Linked DNA regions of Delphinus delphis: region 2 is linked to region 1. The links are chromatin contacts, called in public Hi-C maps. All regions are on one chromosome and are shown on one strand. The core of a region is the stretch at or near the end of the contact, and the rest is flanking DNA. Distances in the headings are between cores, read along the strand shown. Region 1 holds the start of LOC132423356 (cysteine dioxygenase type 1). Region 2 holds the start of FEM1C (fem-1 homolog C).

Region 1 (4,388 bases), core at 544-3,043:
AGACTCAACTGGGGGAACATGTATAAGAAAACAGATGTCTACATCAACTAAATCAGAATCTTCTGGAAATAGGGCCTCGGCACTGCTATGTTTAAAAGCTCCCTCAGGTGATCCTAAAGTGCCGCCATAACTAACAAGCTTGGTCAGCTTCAGTAATATGTAGATTAAACCAAAGGTGGAGCATATGAAATAGTTAAGCTTTTTCCATGAGAAAAGGTCCTCAAAAAAGGATGACAACTTCAGGGTAGACATTAAATAGCTAGAAAGTAAGTTTTCTATCACAGAGGCTAACTCAAATGCTCACAGGAGCCAGAAGGTGAAAATTCGATTTTTAAATGATAGTTAAAAATCATAAATTGTGCAGACTCAAGAAAACATGCCATATAACCTCAGGCCATATCTGGGAATGTGGGCCTTATTTTTTAGCCACAGTATTACACAGCAATCTTCAGGCTCAAGTACGTAGTTAATTGTTGACTAAGACTGCTAGATATTAAGACAAACTCTCTGAAAGTCTGTTTCTGCTTATAGTAAATTGCAAGGGAAAAAAGGGAACAACAGTACTGATTCACTTCGCTGTACAGCAGAAACTAACACAACATTGTTAACCAATTATACTCCAATAAGAAATAAAAAAAATCTCTAAAACTCATGGGATTCATCTGACGAACGAGTCTAGTAGTTACCTACAGAAATAATTATAGTTTTTTGTTTATCTATTGGTGAATAATGTGGAAATGACAGAAAAGATTTCCCCCAAGTGTAGAGGCAGTCTGACTTAAAAGGGGGACAGTGCTGGGAGAGACAATTATCCTCCACAGCAGCAGAAAGTGAAGATGGATGAAAGGGCATGATATCACTGAGCACAACATGAGAAAACGAATTCCTGATTTTCTCATAGGCAACTCTACATAGAGTGCTCCACTTAGGAATTACTGTATTTTACAATGGCGAATTAATTCTCAAGAAATAAAGGGTTGAGGACTAATTCTCAAGCAATAAAGGGTCCAGTTCAAGCAACGAAATGATTCATTTACAAAGATTCCAAAACGGTGTTTTTGTTTTTTTTTAAAAAAGGCGATGCCTCTGCCTTTAGTTTTCCCTTAGCAGTCTTCATACCGGGTAAAACCCCAGTTTTTTGGTCCAAGGTGTGAATTCACACTCATTTGGTATAAAAAACAGAGACCTAATCGGAAGGTGTGGATGCTAATTCAGATTTGCCATAGACCATCCTTATCAGCTAAAATCATTATTCAAATAATTAGATCCCGCGTTAAGTACTTGGAACTATCCAGATCCCACAGAGTTCCCACCTTCAAAGAGCTCTCAGTCTGGTCATTTCAAAGGAAGATAAGAGTACAGCGTAATAAATGCCGTGACATTCAAAAACTGGGTACCACACCGCGAAGGTGCGTCCAGAGATAGCTTTCTTTCGAGGCACTTAACTCAAACGTCTTAAAAGCCGAAAAGTATACTTCCTCTCTCCTGACTGGTCAAAAACCTCGTCTGGAACCGGCCCTCCTCTAAATTTTGTTTCTTTATTAGCCGCCATCCCTATTCGAAGACAACCTCAACCTCCCGTCTCTGCCCAGAGTGAAACTGCTCTGAAAATTACTTTTCTTCTTGGTGTCACCGGCAGGTTCTTCTGTTCCCGGAGAGACTGCAGCGGAAGAAGGGGGCTCCGGAGTGGCTGTTTCTGGGGAGACCTCCGTGGGTCCTTCACCTTCAGCAGCAATTGAGGGAGGAAGCTGCAGCGAAGACTCCGGTTCCTCAGCCATCTTGCTTGGAGGGAGGTGAGGGCGGAAGTGGTGGCTCAGCGCATACAGTGGGCGGGCTTTGCGCCGGAGAGCGGCGCTAGGGAGGTGCCGGAGTAGGGGCGGGGAGAACCCAAACCACCACTGAGAGTCGGAATTGCAGGTTGGTCCTCTGCGTCGAACCTGTTGCAGTCCCCTGACCGCTGATAGATCAACTACTGTTTCTCCGCCCCCCACAACAGCAAGTTTCCGGAAAAGGTCGGTAGGCAACGTCCCCGTGAGCCTCCGGGAGCGCAAGCGCCCCTATGCTTCGAGCTCCGGCCTGGAGCTGTTTCCGCTTCCCTCCGCGCCGACCCCGCCCAGGCCCCGCCCTATCCAAGCCCTGCCCCGCAGCTCCGGGGGGCGCGCGCGCGCGCGCGTGTGCGGGAGGGGGCGGGTGGGGAAGGATCGCCAGCGAGATCCCGAGGCGAGGCTCGCGCGCCCGCCCCCGCCCTGGCCCCCAGCTCCCACCCGGTCGGCCCGGCTCAGCCATGATCAAGGCGATCCTCATCTTTAACAACCACGGGAAGCCGCGGCTCTCCAAGTTCTACCAGCCCTACGTGAGTACCCCGCTGCAGCCGATTCGGGCTAGGGGGAGTCGTTGGCGGCCGGCGGCGCCCTCAGGACGACCCCCTCAAGCGCGCCGCGGCCCTTCTCGCGCCCCGGCCGTCTCGCGCTCCGGGCTGTCAGCCTCCCGGTGGGTGTGCCGGGTGCCCACCTCCCGCCGCGCTCCCTTCCTCCGACGTGGCTCTGCCCAGGTGGCTCCTCCGCCTGTCTGTGGGCTGGGTGGCTTCCCGGCTGCGCGGGCGAGGCCCTGGAGACTTCCCGGTGCGGGGCCGAAGCCAGTCGGTCAGCCGCAGCCCCCCTGCGCCCGCGAGCCCACCCGGCGCTCTCGCCGATCTGCAGCCCGCGGCTTCTGTTAGCAGCCGAGGGAAACGGCGCGGAGCCGGTAGGTCTCGCAGCTCCACCTCCGTGACTCCCAGCCTTTCCTGGTGGACTTCTTTCTCTTCTCCTGTGGACGGATGGGCTACTGTTTTTCGCTGCCATCCTGTCGTCACGCAGGAACTTTGGTTTTCTGCGTTTGGAGACATGCACGCTCAGTACAGTCTCTCCAGTAGGTTGCCTTACGGGATCTACTGCCCCTGTGACTTTCAGGTGTCTCCTTTTTAACGAAAAAGATAAGTGAGGACCTAACGTTTTTATGTGGCTTTTCCCCCAGTGGCTGCAATTTATCTACTCCTGCAATAACTGGCGAGGATTGTAGTTTGACCAGTTAGAACTGTGATGCTATACCTGAAAGTTACCATTTCAGCGGCTGGTTTGGCATTTTTCTACGTAAGGGAGTTTGTCCTAATTTATAGTTTTTCTTTCTCCTTACGAAGAATAGTAATATCTGTTAAACTCTTTTAGAAGTGTAAATATTGTTGAAAAATGCAGAAGATTTTAAGGTAGTGAAGGTAAGTAATTTATCAGTGTTTGAGGGAGGGTTACAGACAGATGTGCTTATCTGAGGGCAAAATTCACCACTATGTAGAACACAATATTAGGCTCTCAGTGGTGGGATTAATGTAGAGATAATACCTATTGCGTAGTATTGGGAATTTTGCTTAGAGCCAAAAAATGAGCTTTCAGCTAAATACTGAAAGTGTGCCAAGGCTAACACTTTTATGCAGATAAATCCCAGATGGAAATCATTCCTGCCGTTAAAAATTAAATGTGAAATGTCACTGCCTAAAATGATAATGCAGTCTGTGGAGGTGTTAGCTGAAGTGAGAAATCTTGAGCTCATTCCTCATTTCCTTAAGTAGTTTTGCTTTTGCTGGCGATAAAGAATATTTTCTACTACTCCTGTTTGGTTTTAGTGTAGCATAATTTAAATACTAATGCTCTAAGAATTCTATATCATTCTTTCATCCAGGATAAAATTCTAGTTGATTCTTCTGAGTGGAAAAAATCCCCTTGACTTTACATTGCTACCCATTTGCCTAAAATATAGTACTGTGCTAGCCTTTATTGAAGGAATCTTTCTTTTAGCCATTTTGCCTGTGCCATCCATTTGCAGTGTAGAAACAGTGTGTTCCAATGGTGAAACAATTTTAAAATGTGTTTTTCCATATCTCCACTTAATAACTAAGCACTAATCAAAGTAGAAGGTTTCATGGCTAATCTTTAATATCAGTGTAACTACTTCTGTAGTGTAGAATTTAACCACGTACAGAAAAATGTATTGAATTTGGAAATCCAGGAATACATCTTTCTCTTGTCCAACGATGGCAACAGAAATATCTTTTACCTTACTCAGTAGGTAGCAGTGAAGGTTAATGTGGGAAGAGACAGTTGTTGCAGCAGTGGCAGCTCTGGTGTCATTTATGGTCATTGCTACATGACAGTGTTTTGGGGGGGCAGGGAGCTAAGAGATGTAAAAAAGAAGAATCTAGTGGTTGCTGGACGTGTGGAAGTGGGGATGCTAGGAACTGTTACTGGTCTTTTATAAATTGAGTTTTGCTAACTGTGTATTTATTTTTGTCATTCAGGAATAATTTAAGATTATTTATTTATTTATATATTTGCTTTCTCTGATAGATCATAACCTGT
Region 2 (4,388 bases), core at 644-3,143, 300 kb before region 1:
GTCCCATGTACTATCAAATACCAAAGAAACAATCAACAAGGTTATACTGGAAGGGATACCTAATCAAAATAGGTCTGTCAGTGTTGGCTTACTCAACACCACTGCTTATTATTATGTATCAAACTTCCTGAAAATAAGTGGTAAACACTTAAAAAATTAAAATGAATATGAACTCACCTTTAACACTTTTTCTATTAACATCTGCCCCCTTTTCAAGTAAATACTGAGCAATCTCTTTGTGTCCTTTGTAACATGAGATCATCAAGCATGTATGCCCATGTCGGTTTGACACTTCCAAATCAGCTTTGTGTTCTACCAGGTACTTGACTATTTCCAAATGGCCATCGAAACAGGCAGCTCGAAGAGGAGTTGAATTGGTTAAAGTCGTGTTGTTGACAGACGCTCCATGATTTAACAAAGACTGAACCACCTTCAGATGTCCTGCTGCAGAAGCGGCCCACAAAGGGGGAGCCCCCTCAATGGTTTCGCCATCAAAATTGACCGAGCCCCCGACTTCTATGGAGGCACTGCACTGCTCTAGGAGAAATTCCACCATGTCAAGGTGCCCATACCTGGCGGCCATCAAGAGTGGGGTGGCCCCATTTGTTTTTTCAGAGATCAAGGAGGAAACCTCCTCTTTAGATTTGCTTGCCAACAATTTGGTGAGAAGCCGGAGTTTGCCATCTCGAGCTGCATTAAATACTGCTGTCTTTAGATCCATTTATGTCCAGTTGAGAGGCTGTGCTTTATTTATCTTTCAAAGCAAAGCTCCAGCTTAACTCTATTGACACAGGCAAGGGTTACAGGAACCAAAGTTCAGTGTTAATCACGGCGCCCCAGAACGGATGTATGTTCTGTCTATTGCCGTCCAACATATGACAACCAGAGCGCCAAACTGGAGAAAGAAAAAAAAAAAAAAGTAGCGGTTTTGAAATTTCCATAGGTAAAGGCGAAAACACTAGGTTTTCTTAATTTTTACTCCTGGGGGCGGGGGGAGCCACACTTTAGGGACTACTCCGCCTCCCCAAAAAAGGTGGGAAAGAAGAATACAAAAAAGATACACACAGAGACCCAAATGTTACGGTGGGAGACAGTCTCTTCTCTGTATACGGTAAATTTAAACACTACAGGCAACCGGTTTTCTCGCCTCCTAACCAGCCAAGCTTTGGGCTAGTTTTGCTTTGCACACGCCCAGAGAGAGTACAACCCAAAGAGGCAGGAGACGCGGGTGCAGAAATGTTTCCCTTTCTCACATCTGCAGAGGAGAGCGGGCCAAGGGCGCGAGGCTGCAAGGCCTCGCCGTGGCCAGGATGGCTTTCGAGAAGGAACAAAAAAGGTCGGACCCAACAAACCGCGGCCAGCTAACGCCAAAACCCTCACCCAAAAGGTTCCCTCGCCTTTAAAACTACTCGAGGCTCTCAGGAAATCCGGCTGCCTTTTAGCTAACTTCGCCCGCCCCATTCTGATCCCCACCCCCCGCCCCGCAAAGGGGTCCGTAGGTTCCCCAAACCACAGCCGCCCCTACACAACCTTCACCTCTACCTTTTCCCGATAGGGGCAGCCCCCTCCCCAAGCTCCTCCATCAACCACGACCCCCTCCCGCAGGCCGATCAGCCTGTGGCCTCCAGCCCGCTGCCCGCCTTCCGTTCCTGCGAGCGCCCTCCTTCCCCTTCCCGCCCAGGCCTCCCCGCGGGAGCCTCAGGCCACGGCCCGGGCTCGGCCGACCGCCGCCGCCGCCGCCTCCACTACCTGCCACGGGGCTAGTCCTCCCCGCCGCCGCCGGCCGCTCGGGCTCGGGCTGCCCCCTCAAAATGAGACCGCTATCCGCGCCGCCGTCCGGACCGCCCAGCTCCGCCTGCGGCCGCACAGCTTCTCCATACCCCGCGCCCCACAGGAATGAATCCGGCCGCGCCGCTCGCCCCGCCTCGCCTCGCCCCGCCCCGCCCCGGCGAACTGCCTCCCGCCCTCCCAGTCTGCGCGGGCTGCAGCGGCTACAGCAGCAGCCGCGGCGGATGGTGTAATGGACTGCGGGACGGGGGCCGGACGTGCCAGAGCACTGCTTCACATCACCGACGCGGCAGCCTCGCCATTGGGCCGGGGGAGGGCGGCGGCTGCCGCGAGCAGCCGCCTAGGGGCGGGGCGGGGAGGGGCGGGGCGGGGCCACGCCGGAGGCGGTCGCCGAAGGTTGGCGGAGAGGCTGTCGAGGTGTAGGGGGCTGCTCCGCGCTCCACCTTTCGGGGCGCTGGTTTCGGGTACCTTTGGGTTCCAAGGCCATAACCCCCCAGAGGGGTGGTAGCCATTCTTTCTTTCTCGCAGACATCAACTCTCTCAAACTAGTCTCTTCTAAGGTTCCTTCCTTTGCTGGGCCCTGGAATATACCGAGCTCGTTATGAGGCCTCAAAAAAGCAAAACAAGAAAAACGCAACAAACTTGAGAAAAAGCTTAGTTTTGGAGGCTGCCAAACATGGCTTAGTTTATAAAAATATGAACTCTAAGAAAATATAAAGCTACAAGGAATGATAAAGCTTAACAGCAGTGTAAGTCATCGAGTTCTTCACTCTGAACAGTAAAACCAGGAAATGAGAGGAAGCTAAAAAGTTAATATAAATGAAAAGAATTACTACTTTATGCAGCAGGAAATAAACTTGTGGAATTCATGACGTTAACACATGGGATGTTTTAAACTAGGGTGAGGAAGAGTTTAAATATGTTTGGAGACTTAACACCCATAGTGAATCATGATGAGAAAATAGTTTTGAAAAACGTAGTTTTCAATCTCTTGAACACTTTATTTTGGGGGACTTGAACTCACACACAGTTTTTTGGTACCGTTAAGAGAAAGAGAATGTTAGATTAGACATTATCTGACCCCCAGTATCATAAGTGTAATTAGCATTATTACTTAAAAAGTAATGCAACATTAAAGACATTTTATTTAAAAATCACTTCATTTTTGCATATTTACTTATAGTATTGTCCAGAATTTTATGTAGTTTTGTATAATTGAAATAATAATTTACATACAACTACATATTTTGCTTTTTTACCTTAATATACTCTAAAGATTTCTCATTTTTTATGGTCTTAATAATCATTTTTAAGTGGGGCATTATATTTGCCTCAGGCAGTCAGTATATAGGCTCAACATCAGTACTCCAAAATTGAAGTTAAGGTTACTACCACTGAGAGGAAAATAAAGAAGGGCAGAATAGAAAGGATGAGGGTAGCAATCTATAAAAATCAAACAACCAAGAGGAATTGGCTGTTTTATCCCTAGTGTTAAAGATCACAGTTCTACACTCCCAAGGTGTAAACACCAGAGTACAGTTTCCCAACCAAGGCCTAATGTGAGCTGACCTATCTCTCTTATCAAATTCAATAAGATGTTGTAAAAATTTACATCAGTGGTCTTCAAATGGACATGAGCATCTCCCAGGGGATTTTCAAGGGGTAGGTGCACACTTAGTTTTAAGGCCACCAGTTTCTGAATCTTCAGCTTGCATCTGTATCACTTCCTAAAACTGATCTGCTGGTAAAGGAATGCAGTATGGCATCTCCCTGTTTCATTTCCCAACTCTTTTACAATAGCCATATATTTCCCAAATTGCAAAAATAAAGGACATAATTTTCACTCACTGAGAATCTTAAAATGGTGCATTGTTCCAGGGTATAAAACCAGGCAGGGCTTCCCTGGTGGCGCAGTGGTTGAGAGTCCGCTTGCCGATGCAGGGTACACGGGTTCGTGCCCCGGTCTGGGAAGATCCCACATGCCGCGGAGCGGCTGGGCCCGTGAGCCATGGCCGCTGAGGCTGCGCGTCCGGAGCCTGTTGCTCCGCAACGGGAGAGGCCACAACAGTGAGAGGCCCGCATACCACAAAAAAAAAAAAAAAACCTCAGGCAACCTTTGTCAGTTCTTTATCAATTTAAAATATTGGACTATACAGAGAAAGTATACTCCTAATGACTGGATAACAAATTCTTCTGCAAGCTAGGTGATTTCCAAATAATTACTTTCAACAAAGTATGACCTCAAGATCACTAAGTGAGTTTATAAATTGGAAGGAGTTCAAAGAATTGAGTGAATTGATGTGACAACACTTCTTACAGCCCCATATACTTATTAATGTAAAAACATTTTCTTAGAATTTGTAAAAATGAAAAATTGAGAAAAACACTGACGCTTAACTCTGTCTCATTCTTGTAAGATGTAGTATTTAACAACAAATGTATGCACTAAATGTAAAAAATTACATGTTTAGTAATTATAAACATTTGTAATATATTTTGCATTGTTTAGAATACCTGATCATTTCTAATAAATATAATAATATCTTAATCTAGAAGAAAATGTTCTAGCACATAGTCTTTCAGTCATAGGAAATTTTAAA

What was found. A called contact is a pair of places that touch in the nucleus more often than the background predicts.
Region 2: a Hi-C map of lung shows a contact between it and region 1, with 3 times the contacts expected there. The contact joins the promoter of FEM1C here to the promoter of LOC132423356 in region 1. A contact is called at or near these places in 2 of 3 Hi-C or Micro-C datasets (lung and muscle).

The regions. Positions count from the first base shown.
Region 1 is chr3:78,507,516-78,511,903 of mDelDel1.2, reverse strand. LOC132423356 (cysteine dioxygenase type 1) reads right to left here and starts at 1,793. Exons shown (of 7, transcript XM_069540590.1): 1 at 1,616-1,793. The coding sequence starts at 1,778. It overlaps AP3S1 (adaptor related protein complex 3 subunit sigma 1), which reads left to right and starts at 2,118. Exons shown (of 6, transcript XM_060008991.1): 1 at 2,118-2,353. The coding sequence starts at 2,285.
Region 2 is chr3:78,810,494-78,814,881 of mDelDel1.2, reverse strand. FEM1C (fem-1 homolog C) reads right to left here and starts at 1,893. Exons shown (of 3, transcript XM_060009001.1): 1 at 1,750-1,893; 2 at 178-895. The coding sequence starts at 721.